2 separate regions of the Ovis aries genome follow, and region 2 is linked to region 1. The links are chromatin contacts, called in public Hi-C maps. All regions are on one chromosome and are shown on one strand. Each heading gives the region's core, a stretch centred on a gene start, on an enhancer-like site or on the middle of the called end of the contact. The rest is flanking DNA. Distances are from core to core; before and after follow the strand shown.

Region 1 (6,418 bases), core at 1,353-3,852:
CCCTGAGAGAACTGCTCTGAGGGTGGGGGGGAGGAGTCAGGTTATATAGAAGTTTCCAACAATGAGCAGGTGGTTTAAACATCAAAAGATTATTGTTAATTAAGGAAAACCAGATAGCTCATGAGTTTGAGCAAACTCTGGGAGTTGGTAATGTACACAGAGGCCTGGCGTGCTGCAGTCCATGGGGTGGCAAAGAGTTGGACACGACTGAGCAACTGAACTGAACTGAGGATATCTCAAGTTAAGGAATTTAGTGCTTTTCTATATATAGGAAGATGCAAGAGTCTGGGTTCACTGAAATCACTTCTTTCATTTACATCTCAGTTATCTGGGGCCAGTATCCTGCATTTTTCGCATCTCCCCCCTCCCCCATCTGTTCCGCCCCCCCCCCCCCCCCCCCCCCAGCTCCTCAGTGCTCATCTAGGGAATGACTGCAGCCTGAGGGCTTCCTGGGGGTGGCTTCGAAATTCACATTTGGAGAGCCAAAATAGCTGATGGTTGTGACTCCACGGTTTATTGATATGGCAGGAAATACTCCATTTCTCAACTGCTTTGTACTCTCCTGGAATATACATACCCCTTGGAGGCCTGGACCTCCTTTAGAAACTATCAGTTCAAGGAACAATCTCACATAGGCAAGGATTTTTCCATTTAAAAAAACCTACTCATTTCAGTTACTCAGCCATTTTATAGAAAGTGAAAGAGTTTTGAAATGAATTGTCTTTATAGAGATCCATAATTTGCAAGCAAAATCCCCACTCTACAAAATGTGAAATATTCTAAGCAACAGCTGTGAGCATTTCAAACAAGCACTACTCTTTGACAGTTCAATTGTTGCCAAGGGAAACTGAGTTGGTTTAAAAATCTTCCCTGGTTTAAATTCTGCATTTACCCTAAATCAGAAATTGAGCAAAGAAGTACTGCATGGCTGGGACACTGAATTTTTCATGAAGACTGGTATGGGAAATTTAGATGTGGAAATGCAAGTTTCTTGAAGGTGGGAGGGAGACTGGTATTCTAGCCAGTTTTATAATGCTCAGGGGAGATGGAACTTTTCAGAGCAAACACAGACACTATAGTGGCCAATCATCTGGAGCCAGTGGGGGAAACCCACTTCCATCTAAGAGCACCAACTTTTTCGGCTTCCTATATTTTTAATGACAAATTTTTTTTTTTCATTCAAGACTCATTTTTGGGGATATGCATAGAAATTTGCAACACTTGAGTGTTAAACAACACAAACAAGAGAAATAAAAGCATTTCTTTTTCCTGCTGTTAGTTGTATGCATGGGACAGTTTTACTTACATGGAAAACATGATATAATGCCAAGTGGAAAAGTTCAAAGTCTACAGAAAGGAATACACAATCAATTTTAAAGAAGAAAATGCTGGAGGGAAGTACACCAAAATGCTAACGGTAGTTGTCTCTGGGTTGAATGATTATAAATGCTTGCTTTTTTTTTTTTCATTATCCAAGTTTTGAACATTTGGTACCTTGGCATTTGTACTTAATTTTTTTTTTTCATCCTCTCAAAAGACAAATGTAGCATGCACTCGAACAGAGCAACGGTTCAAGAATATTCTCTGGTAATGCACCACTTCGGCTGTTCACTCAGTCGTGTCCGACTCTTTGCGACCCCATGGACTTCACCACTTGGCTTAGGGCTCACTAAGAATACAACCATGTCTCTAAATATTTAATCACTTGTTCTAGCTAGAGTTAAGTGAAGCCTTCGCCGCAAACTCTTTCGGATCCAACTTGCCAATTAAAAGCTCCCAAACTCCCACGGTTTGGAGCTGGGCTTCCCTGAGCTCTGTGCAGCGGGTTAGCCCAAGCGGCTGTTCTCAGTAAATGATCTCGGGGCTTAGAGACAGCGTTCCCACCTGCGCCCGCCACACCGACCTGGCCCCAACCAGGCTTGCAGCAGCTCCAGGGAGCTGACATTCAAAATAGAGGTTCAGGAAAAAGGAGACGAGGACGAGAGAGAACTCGAAGCGATATCCAACCCTTGGCCGGGTCCCAGGGGTTCGGATTTCGGTGCCAGGCCTCCCACAAGGTGGAGCGGAGAGCGACTGCTGGGGGTTTACGGCCGCGAGCCGCGAAGGGCCCATTTACAGGAGCAGCGGCGCTCGTTCCCGTCGCGAGGGTCAGTCTCACGGCTGAAAGGGGAGGAATCGAGGGCCGGGGATTACCCGACCCTTGCCCTCGGAATCCTCAAGTTGCAGACGACCGCCGCCCAGAGGTTCCGCACTGCACAGAAACCCTTCGTATTTATGTCCGCTGCACACCTCCCGAGCTTTAGCAGCTCCAGTTAGGCCTATTCGCTGCAGCAGCTCTTTTCATCGGCCTACCCTACGGTTTGGCGGAAGCGGCGGCAGCGCGGCCTGAGAACGCGGCTGCATCCGGGTTCTTCTCGCCGTAGTCCAATCCTTGGTCTCCTCTCTTCCCACCCTCCTGTTTCCCCCCCCCCCCCCCCCGCCGCCAATCCGCGATCGGCTCTCAGCCGAACATGCTGACAGGGGAGTGAAGGCGCACGCCGACCAATGAAGCTTTGCTTCCCGTTTGAAGTTTCCAGTGAGTGGGCGCCGGAGGCGGGCGCTGCTGGCGAGAAGGTTCGGTTGCGCGTGTGCCATGGACTCAGCCGCCCGGTGATATTGACAATAGGAGAGAGAAAGGGGCATTGACGGGGACCCACCGCGGGTATCAAACTGAGGCTCTGGCAGCAGCGGCTCCAGCCCCAGCGACTCCTCCTCTTTCTCCTTCCTTCTCCTGCTGCTGCTGCGGCTTCAGTCTTCCTCCCTCCCTTCCCCCCTCCCCTCGTCGTCGCTTCTGCCGCCGGGTCCGAGGCAACGAGCAGAGGCGCCGCCCGCCGGGAATGTGAGCGAGGAGCCACCGGCGGAGCCGCAACGGGTCGGTGCCGATTTGATGGGACGGGCCCGCGGGGGAGGATCGTGAGGCCCCTGCCGCCGCGGGAGCGCTGAGGTTCAGGTCCGGCTGTGAGGCCTAGAGGCGCCGCCGCCGCGGAACCGGAGGGACGCCGCGCCGGACAGCCGTCGCCCCGGGCTCCCTGCCGCTGTCCGGACCTCCCCCTGCACGTCCCTGTCCCGCCACCCGCCCCCGCTGCGGCCCTCTCTCCAGTCTCCCGCCCCTCCGAAACCACAGATCATCTTTGGATTCTTCTCCAGAAGCTTCAAGGTAACTTCGTCCCTCCAGCCTCGCGGCTTGTCCGCTTCCTTTCCTCCTTGCTTGCCTCTTCCCCGTCCTCCTGGAGAACCCGCAGGGCACCGGCCTCGGGAAAGGCCTGGCCCGAGCTGGCGAGGGGTGCGGTGGGATGAGGCGCGGGAGAGGGAGCGTCGGTCCCACTTGTCTGATTTACCTGCAATTGCTTCTGATGTTGTCTCTCGTTCTGTTTGCCCCCTCCCCCCCTTTTTCTCCACCTTCCGGCACTGGAGGCGTATTCTTGTCCCCCTTTATCCACTGATGGAGGCGGAGGGGGGAGGAAAGGGGGATTGGTGTAGTGAGAAGGATTCTGTAGCAGCTTAGCTTCTCCAGGGCTTCGGGTAGTGGGGGGATGGGGTGGGTGGGAGCAAAGGGAGTGTGTGAGCATCCCTACAGACCAACCCCTTGTCTGTCTTTCTTCTCCACCCCAGCACCCTCTTTGGATTATCCTGAGCCGTGGAAATGCCCTGTGCCTGCTGCTCAGAGGATGATAAAGCTTGGGCGCTCTAGTTCGGGGCGAAACCTGTTTCCCCGGGCTTTGCACCGACCCGCTGCAAAACACGTTCAGTTCTGCAGCGCTTTAGGGTTGAGATCCTTGACGTTTATCCTGGGCCGCGGGCATAAGGGTCAAGTGATTAAAAAAAAAAAATTTTTTTTTTTTTTGCTACCAGTAACATCTCTATGAGACGTGAAGAATAAAGGGGAGACAAAACGAGTGATGGAGGAACAGGATTTACGGAAATTTTGTGTTGTGAGGGTTACATGTAATCTAAATAACTCATACCAGATTGGAAAAGAAAGCTGCCCCTAAATTTGCAACATACAAACGTGATGTGGAGCTTCTTGTAGATGCACTCATTATGAATTTTTAAGTGATCTTCTGCAGTCATTCATGCTTGGCAATTATCTATCACATTGTATTTGAGGCTAAATTAGGTAGATTGCTAAAAAACTTTTTTTTAAAAAGAGCCAAACGGACTTCAGCATCCCAAACCTCAGCACTATAAGGTCTTGTTTGTTCTTGATTTCTGTTTTTGTTATTTTTGCTCTGTCAGAATTCTGCTAATCCAGGTAACTTTTTATTCTCACACGTTCAGAAAGAAACTCCCTTACTCTTTTATTTAGAGGTTAAAAACCACTCATGTTATGTAGGGATGCCAGGTGAGTGATTGCATTTCAGCATTTCCACTATGTGCCTTATTTCTATTAAAGACTGCCATTTATTTTACATGGGGCATGGTGGAGCTTCTGTGCCATGGAAATGAGGGCATCTGTTTAAATTGGTGAATGAAACTGAGCTTAATGCTTGTTACTTTTAGGAAATAGCCTTCATTTTATATAATTTGAGAAGGTTAAAGAAAATCTCAAGGAACTGTTCTGTTCCATTAGTTTGATGGAATGAAAATTAATATTTGATGATGAACTTCAAGGGAACTCAACTTTGTTGTCTAAGTAGGCTGTGAATTTAGGTTCTTAGGTCAATTTTGGTGCATGATTTCATCATAGTTTTTAAGCTTTAGTAACATCAGATGGCTTCTTTCAAAAAGACTTCTTTGAAATGATTTTAATTATGCCCTTTATGTGTTCTGTTTAAAGTAATCTAGCCTGTCTTCATTGGTGGTATGGTGTCGTTTATCTTAGCTAGGACATTGCATTAAAAAGTCATGCCTTGTTAGTTCAGAAATTGTAAATTTCACCTTGCTGTGATCCATTGGTGTAGATTCTTGAAGTACCATAAGGATTTCAACTCCAGAGCCCATTCATAATATTAAATATCTTGGGAAAATGTATCGATGGAAGTTTTCCAGTTGCAGAATAGCTCCAAAATTAATTTAGGATCTCAAGATGAGAAGAGCTGTGCAGTTAAAAAATGAGTACATGGCTTAGAGTTTTTTCAGGTATAAATGAACATCTTTACCGCATATTGTAGAAGCAGCACAAGGCATTAGCATTACAATATTGTTTATATAGTACTTATATTCTATTTTCCACCAAGTTTTTCTGTTTTCCCATTGAATATAGAACTGTTAATTGATTTTGCTTTTTTCCCCCCCATATTCTCATTTTAAAAAAAAGTGTGTGGGAGTTTTAGAATTTGTGTAACTCACTTGTTTGCTTCCACCTTGGGGGTATGTGGATGATACTTCTTTCTCTTCAGTAGGGATATGTCCTCAGCACCAACTACTCCTCCATCAGTGGATAAAGTAGACGGATTTTCTCGGAAGTCCGTCAGAAAAGCCAGACAGAAGAGGTCGCAAAGTTCCTCACAGTTTAGGTCTCAAGGCAAGCCTATTGAGTTAACACCTCTGCCGCTGCTAAAAGGTAAGGCTCATGACCAGGTGATGGATTCCTTTTCAATTGATCTTTTTATATCTGTATATAATTTTCTTTTTGTAAGTTCCATATTTGTTAAAATTCTTTGTTGCAAGTTGAAGGAATGGGAGACTTTTCAGACATGTTTTAGACAAGTTACTGGTCTGTGACCAGGTATACCCACTCCCCCTTTTAGAGGGCTCAGTTGAACCTAAATAGCCATGGACAGATGAAAAAAAACTTATTATCAGGAGTATCTCTAACACTGATAAATAGAAAAACTAAACGCCACAGAAACTTTAAGGTGTCTGGGTCTGTGTTTTTCTTTTTTTCTTCTGTTGAGATTTAGATGTATACATTGTATGCAATGACACCTATAAATTGTACAATCTTAATCACAGGAAGTAGTAGAGGATATGGTACCATTAACTTATATATAGAAAATGATACTTGAAATAATTCTTTTTTTCAAATTGAGAAAAAATGGTCAGTAATTGATTACCCGCATTCTTGTTTTCAGATAGTACAAACAGGAAATGGATTTGATGATCATTCTTGTTTGTGGAATTAATTATGGATAAGTTCTTATGAGAACTGTTTTTTTTCTAAATTAGACTTTATTCTCAAAGGAAATTTAAAAACTTGGTTTCCTTTAAGCTCAAAGGAAATAAAAAACTTGGTTGCTAGTTAGTGCACATTTATTTCTATAATGATTTGTGAAATTGTTACAAAGGTATTATAAGAAAGGTATCATAAGAAAAGCTGAAAAAAAAAAAGAAAAAGAAAAGCTGGAGTGGGACTAGAAAATGTAGCGGAGGATATTTCAAGCTTCTGTTTTTCCCATAGGAATTTATGCTTATGTTTTTCCCAGTGTAAACTTGAAGT
Region 2 (6,465 bases), core at 1,383-3,882, 190 kb before region 1:
AATCATCTGTTTGGCAGAAGCAGTCAGAGCTAACCCAATGCCACCTTCCTGCCTTTCACTCCACATAGTGATTGCTTGTATCTCACTTCCTAGAACTGTTTATTATGCTTCGCTTTACATCTTTGAATATAATTGCATGTTTTCTCTAGTTATGTCTTCCTCATTAAATTAGAAATGTCTCAATATTAGACAATATTTTCCAATCAGGGATGGACTATTGTTTGCCTGCAGAGCTATGAATTTAAATGTAGTGAGTAGTGAAAGTCGCTCAGTCCTGTCTGACTCTTTGCGACACCATGGACTATAGCCCACCAGGTTCCTCTGTCCATGGGATTCTCCGAGTAAGAATACTGGAGTGGGTTGCAGTGCCCTTCTCCAGGTGATCTTCCTGACCCAGGGATCGAACCTGGGTCTCCTGCATTGCAGGCAGATCCTTTCAAATCCCTTCCTTCCAATTCTCATAATCTGATTCTAGTTCAGGCACTCATTCTCTCACTTGGTTACTGTAATCATCTAATGATTTACCTGGCCTCTGGTCTCTGAACTGTGGCAATTCACCATTGATTTCCTTCCTAGTCCTCTTTCTAAGCACAGTTCTAATGGTGTTGGTGGCCAAGCTGAAAGGCCTTTGATGGTCCCGCACTGCTTACAAGCGCTCCCCAGGTGGTGCTAGTGGTAAAGAACTTGCCTCCCAATGCAGGAGATGTAAGAGACACGGATTTGATTCCTGGGTCAGGAAGATCCCCTGGAGGAAGGCATTGGCAACCCACTCCAGTATTCTTACCAGGAGAATCCTATGGACAGAAGAGTCTGGTGGGCTTCAGCCCATAGTGTCACGAAGAGTCGGACACGACTGAAGCAACTTAGCATGTATGCGCTGCTTGCAAAATAAAATCCCCAGCCTTTACAATCTGGTCCTATCTTCCCTTCCCATTCCAGTCACTTACCCTTTCTACTCTGTATTCTATGAGCTATTAACTGTTTACCAAATATGTCTTTGCACATTCCCATCTGTCTTTATTCATTTTCTCTTTCCCAAAGATGGGCTTCTCCAACTATTCATATCTCACTTTTCAATTATGATCTAGCTTAACAGGATCACCTCAACAACTTTTTTGCTGTTGCTAGTCAACTTGTTTCTTCTTCTTCCCAGAACATGTTGTTTATGACTCAGTTTTAGAACTTACCATCTGCTCTATACTCCAGAGGGGGATCTATCTCTGTCTCCTATTTATCTTGTGAGCAACTTGAGGGCATGGATGACGGTTTATTCATCTTTCTATGGTCACAGCCTGGCAAGTGGAGTGGGAGGAGGAGAATCATTCTCCCTGGGAAAGAAGAAAATACAATATTTCTAATGACATAAGAAATATGTCATTAGAGGGGAATTTTCCAGCCTGTTTCTTGGAAGAAGTTCAAAATTTTAAATTTAGACATTCACTGTACCTGAAATAACTTCCTGGAACTAGAGTTCAGAGCCCTTCTTATAAAAACCACTCTTTCTAGAAGTCAAATTTGTAACTTGTGGGACATGGAAGTTAAGTTTCTAAACCAGCCTTATCAAACTCAGAAATCTACCCCCTGAGTTCAGCTGCCAATTACACATCTTCTGTGCAACCCTGCTAGCTATTGGAATTTATCAAAAGGAAATTCTATAGGTAGGTTAAGAATAACTGTGATCTGGTAACTTAGACAAAAATATGTTAAATTCAAAACCAAACGGAGACCAGTCTTAATTCCTTGGGCAGACGAAACCAACTTAGTCACTTTTTTGGAAATAATAAGCAAAATTTGAACTGCTTCTCAAGGCTGATATGAGGTAACCCATGAAAATTCTATTATAACCAATCACTATGAAGAAGAAAAAAGTCACTACCTTCTCACCATATAAGCTGCTTTATAACAATATACCCCGATGCCTCACTCAGTATCTTGGTTTGAGCGATCCTAGTTGACAAACTGTCTCTTTGGTGTGTGCACAATATCCATTTACTAATTACTACTTCAGCGATTTATTGGTTTTACTTCACTTATTTCTGAGCTTTTGACAGTCAATGACACCCTACTGTCCTGGGATCTATACCTACTCTCGTCACCACCAGTCAACTGGCACGTGGCTTTAAGGACATCTCCGTAATTACTTGTAATTCCTTGAGTGCGTGGCAGTTACTTCGCTTTCGTTCACCATTCACCATTTGATTCTGTGCCAGCAAGACGTCCGGATGCTTGGCCACTGGCACCGCCGAACCTGGCACCAGGATCGTGGCCTTTCCCAGTCAACGCCGGACCGAGAGAAGCCGGCAATCCCAGCCAGCAGGGAGCGAGGGCTGAAGTTGAAGAGGGGCGCGCAAAGTCCGGCCCGCCAAGCGCCGCGACGCCTGGTGGGTATCAATAAGGAGAACCTCCAGGCCGCCGCTCGGCAGAGCCTCAGCGCCCTCACGCCACCCGGGTGCGCTCGAGGCTGATCCGCGCCGCCGGGCCCCCTTCTCTAGAGGCCGTGGGGGCGGGGTCCGGCGGGGCGCGCGCCGGCGCGTGGAGGCCAGGGCGGCGGCGGAGCGCGCGCGGCGAGGGAGGGGCGAGCGGGGCGGGGGCGCGCGGCGGCGGCTGCGGCCTGTGGCGCCGTCACCCGGCAGAACCCAGCTGGTGGCGGGAGGCGCCGCTCGCCTTGCAGTTGTCGCTGCCGTAGGCGCGCCGAGACGGATCCGGGCTGCGCCGGGGGCCGGCCCACCCTCGCGCCGCCGTCCTTCGGCCCGCGGGCCGCGGGGTTCCGTTATCATGTCGTTGGGGCAGTGGCTGGCCCAGCTGATGAGCAGTTTGCAGGACCCGCAGAAAGTGGCCCGTTTCCAGCAGCTGTGCGGGGTGGAAGCGCCGGTGAGCTGCACAGCCGCGGCCGCCGCCGACCCGAGGGAGGATGAGAAGGCGGAGGCGCACCTCGCCGGAGAATCCCGGCGCAGAGAGCGGCAGCCGGGGGCGTCCGGAGGCCCTCCGCCGCCCGGGAGCGACCGCAATCAGTGCCCGGCCAAGCTGGGCGACGGCGGCGCCCCCAACGGCGTGCGGAACGGGCGGGCGACCAAGGTGGGCCCAGCCTCGCCGCGGCGCGCGGGGCTTCTGCGCCGCAACTCGCTGACGGGCGAGGAGGGCCAGTTGGCCCACGTGAGTAACTGGCCTCTCCACTACCTGTTCTGCTTCGGCACGGAGCTGGGCAACGAACTCTTTTACATACTGTTCTTCCCCTTCTGGATCTGGAACCTGGACGCCCTGGTGGGCCGGAGGCTCGTGGTCATCTGGGTGCTGGTCATGTACCTGGGCCAGTGCACCAAGGACATCATCCGCTGGCCGCGGCCCGCCTCGCCACCCGTGGTCAAGTTGGAGGTTTTCTACAACTCTGAGTACAGCATGCCCTCCACCCATGCCATGTCCGGCACCGCCATCCCCATCTCCATGATCCTCCTCACCTATGGCCGCTGGCAGGTAAGGGTCCCTGTCCTCTCCCCGCACAGCCTCCGAGCCCTCGTTGCTCTCCGCAGTCGCTTGATTTTGGCCATTCCCTTCCCAGACTTCTCTTTCCACAGGTTTTCACAGTACCCTCCAAACAGGCCCTTTCTACCTTAAATAATGATAATGAAACGGTAGGGAAAACCTAAGACTTAGCCATCAAACTCTTATTTTAATAGTAATGCTTTTCTTGGAACCTAAGGAAATACCGTTCGTGGAGTAATACATTATCATCGGGCTTTAGTTGAGTTGATAAAAGGTTTTTAATTCTTGTGATGCACAGACTGTCATTATGATTAAGTATACCGTGCTTATAATTAGTCGTTGGGTGATTAAGATTCACCCGTTTTATACGGTGCCTTTCCCCAGACTGATCTGTGTCTCAGGCGTAGGTAAAGTTATTGACTTTTTCTGGTGACAGTGTTTGTAAAATAAACATGGTCATTCAGGCAATGAAGTAATGAATTTGAAACGAAAGCCATGCTTAGTGGAAGTTAATGGTGCACCGCCTGAGTGCTCTTTTTAAGGGGTGTGGTTGCTAATTTGCTGATAGACACAATTTAATTAGCTTTTGGATCACTGATCTGTACTGTCAGTTGTTGAGCTACAGAATGTTGAATTAGCTTTGCAAATGCTTGGTTTTAGTTGGTCTTAAAAGTAGGGATCTTGGTCAGACCAGTGGGCTTGTAAAAATGGTCAGTATGATAGCCTGACAGCCAGGAATGAGTGAGTTTTTAAACAGGAAAACTTGTATATTTTGCGTACTACTTCTGGCCTCCCATTTTTCGGTTTTTCATGGTCTGTAAATGCAGATTTAAAAGCTAGATCTTTTTTATATAGAAGCAAACTTTCTTTTTAGACTGATGTCTGTTTTATCTGGTCACTTTAAAATTCTTTTTGAAGTTCAGTTGGTTTACAATGTTGTGTTAGTTATCTGTCTTTTAAATTGTAAGGAGGTTTGTTCCTTCTGCAGACCAGTCCCTTAATTTAACAACAAAGTTAATAACTATGAAGAATCTAAGGAATCAGACTTCTTGATTTCCATCCCCCCCATTATAGCACAAAATTATCTTCTGAGAAATACACATCCTGTGTAAACTCTGTTATGGTAAAGTTACCTGTCTCAGACTTAATTTCAGTATAGATAAACCCTTGTCCTCACAGACACTTCTGGGCAGTGCATCGCTTACAGACTGTGGAAAATGTGTAATGTGTGTAATAAGAATGGCAGAATTATGAGGGAAGAGTACCATGAATGTTTTTTTCTTTTTCCCTATGCAACCTAAGGAGTTACACACAGTAATGTTCAGATTGTAAAGTAATGCTGCTTGTTTTGCATAATAGGTAAATATCTCAAATACACTTAATCTAAATACTTCAGAGTTTAAGATTGTCATTGAGTTATGATATTTACTGGTTAGCTAATGATGTTTCTCTAATTTTTATGAGATTTTTCAGGATTCCGTAATGATAGAGCCTTTTTAAACTCCTCATTGAGTAGCTATGTTGCAAGCAATTAATTTTTAGCAGTCCAAGTAAGAGAAAGTAGTTTTTTTCCTCTTCATTCATTGAGAGCACATGTTAACAGGAAGTCTGAAAACAGTACCACGGGATGCATCTATCAGTATTCTAACACTTCAGGGTTATTTGAATTACCAGAGTATGCTTACAGTATAGTTTTTCAACAACCTAGTATATTTAATTCAAAGTTTGAGGGCTTTGTATGTCATACAGTTTTAGAATTAGAGCTAGTCAGGACTTAAACGTCTCCTGGTTTCAAACTGTCATTTTACAGATGTTGAAACTGACCAGTTACAGTAGAATTAATCTTGTAAAATTTGTTTATTCTTTTACATGTCCATTACAGGTTTGAATAAACTTCCAAAATTTGAGTAATTATTTGTCTTTGATTAGTTGTTTTGAAAAAAAGACTCCCTTACATGAAAGTTCTGTATTAATAAATGGTTGTAATAATTCAGTACAAAAAACCTAAATGACCTTTTAATTTTTTTTACTTTTTTGTTTAAAAACCTTGTTATGAATTGAAAACAAAAGTACCATGCTTTGCTTTAAGGTGTTTTGGTCCTCTTCTCTGCCAATTAGTACTGTAGTACTTAGGAGGCTTGTATTTCCAGAGTGAGTAATGAAAAAATGTATGTATTGTGAAGTGGGATAGGAATTAACAGTGAAAGCCTAGTGCTTTTCTAAGTAACAGCAGTTTTGGCTCACAGTCGCCGTCTGCTTGTGCTCCTGCTGCTTGTTCACGACAGGTGTGTTTGTCTCTACTTGCCTAGGATGCTGAAACTTCTCTGGACACTTGAGTTATCTCCCTTTGGTAGGACATCTGCTTCACTCCTCCCTTCATGCCACTTCCTGTTCCTGCTTGAAATCTGGTCATGGTTCACTTACATGAAACCTTTTAAGTGAAACCTTTAAGTTTTATTATTCGTGAGTTCTTTAAATAACGGTAAGCCGGAAAAATTATTAGGGGCTTGCATCAACTGCAGTTCCTATAGTTTACCCCCAGAGATTCTGATCCATTAGATAAGTAAGGGGTATTGCATTTTATTGAAATTCCCTCAATATTTTTGAGGAAAAAAAACATGTACTTTCTGAAGTCCCATCCAGTAAAATTAGTATATTTGATCCTTAGACTATATTTTATATTTCTCCAACATTGCTGTTCTTTTGCAGTTCTTTTAAAGGCATGTTAATAATACAAAAAGGGAAATTGAAACAGTATGGCTCCAAACAATTATTTGATATACTGGAAGAATTTTTTCCAGTAATTCAGGATAAAAAGTGTTATGGCATTTCTCCACGTATTAAATAGCTTGATCATATTATTTGTTGGAGTTTTTTATAGCTGAAGTGAGAAAAAGTAAGAAATAAGGAACATTCGATCTTAAAAACATAGTCTTTTGAAGAATAATATGAAAAAGTAAAGGACTCCTTTTATATTTATTTCTG

Evidence for each region. A called contact is a pair of places that touch in the nucleus more often than the background predicts.
Region 2: a Hi-C map of hypothalamus shows a contact between it and region 1, with 2.6 times the contacts expected there. The contact joins the promoter of SGPP1 here to the promoter of PPP2R5E in region 1. A contact is called at or near these places in 5 of 16 Hi-C or Micro-C datasets (blood, hypothalamus, omental adipose tissue and 1 more).

The regions. Positions count from the first base shown.
Region 1 is chr7:73,876,587-73,883,004 of ARS-UI_Ramb_v3.0, reverse strand. PPP2R5E (protein phosphatase 2 regulatory subunit B'epsilon) reads left to right here and starts at 2,602. Exons shown (of 14, transcript XM_012181791.4): 1 at 2,602-3,196; 2 at 5,379-5,542. The coding sequence starts at 5,386.
Region 2 is chr7:74,062,247-74,068,711 of ARS-UI_Ramb_v3.0, reverse strand. SGPP1 (sphingosine-1-phosphate phosphatase 1) reads left to right here and starts at 2,632. Exons shown (of 3, transcript XM_004010713.6): 1 at 2,632-3,471. The coding sequence starts at 2,776.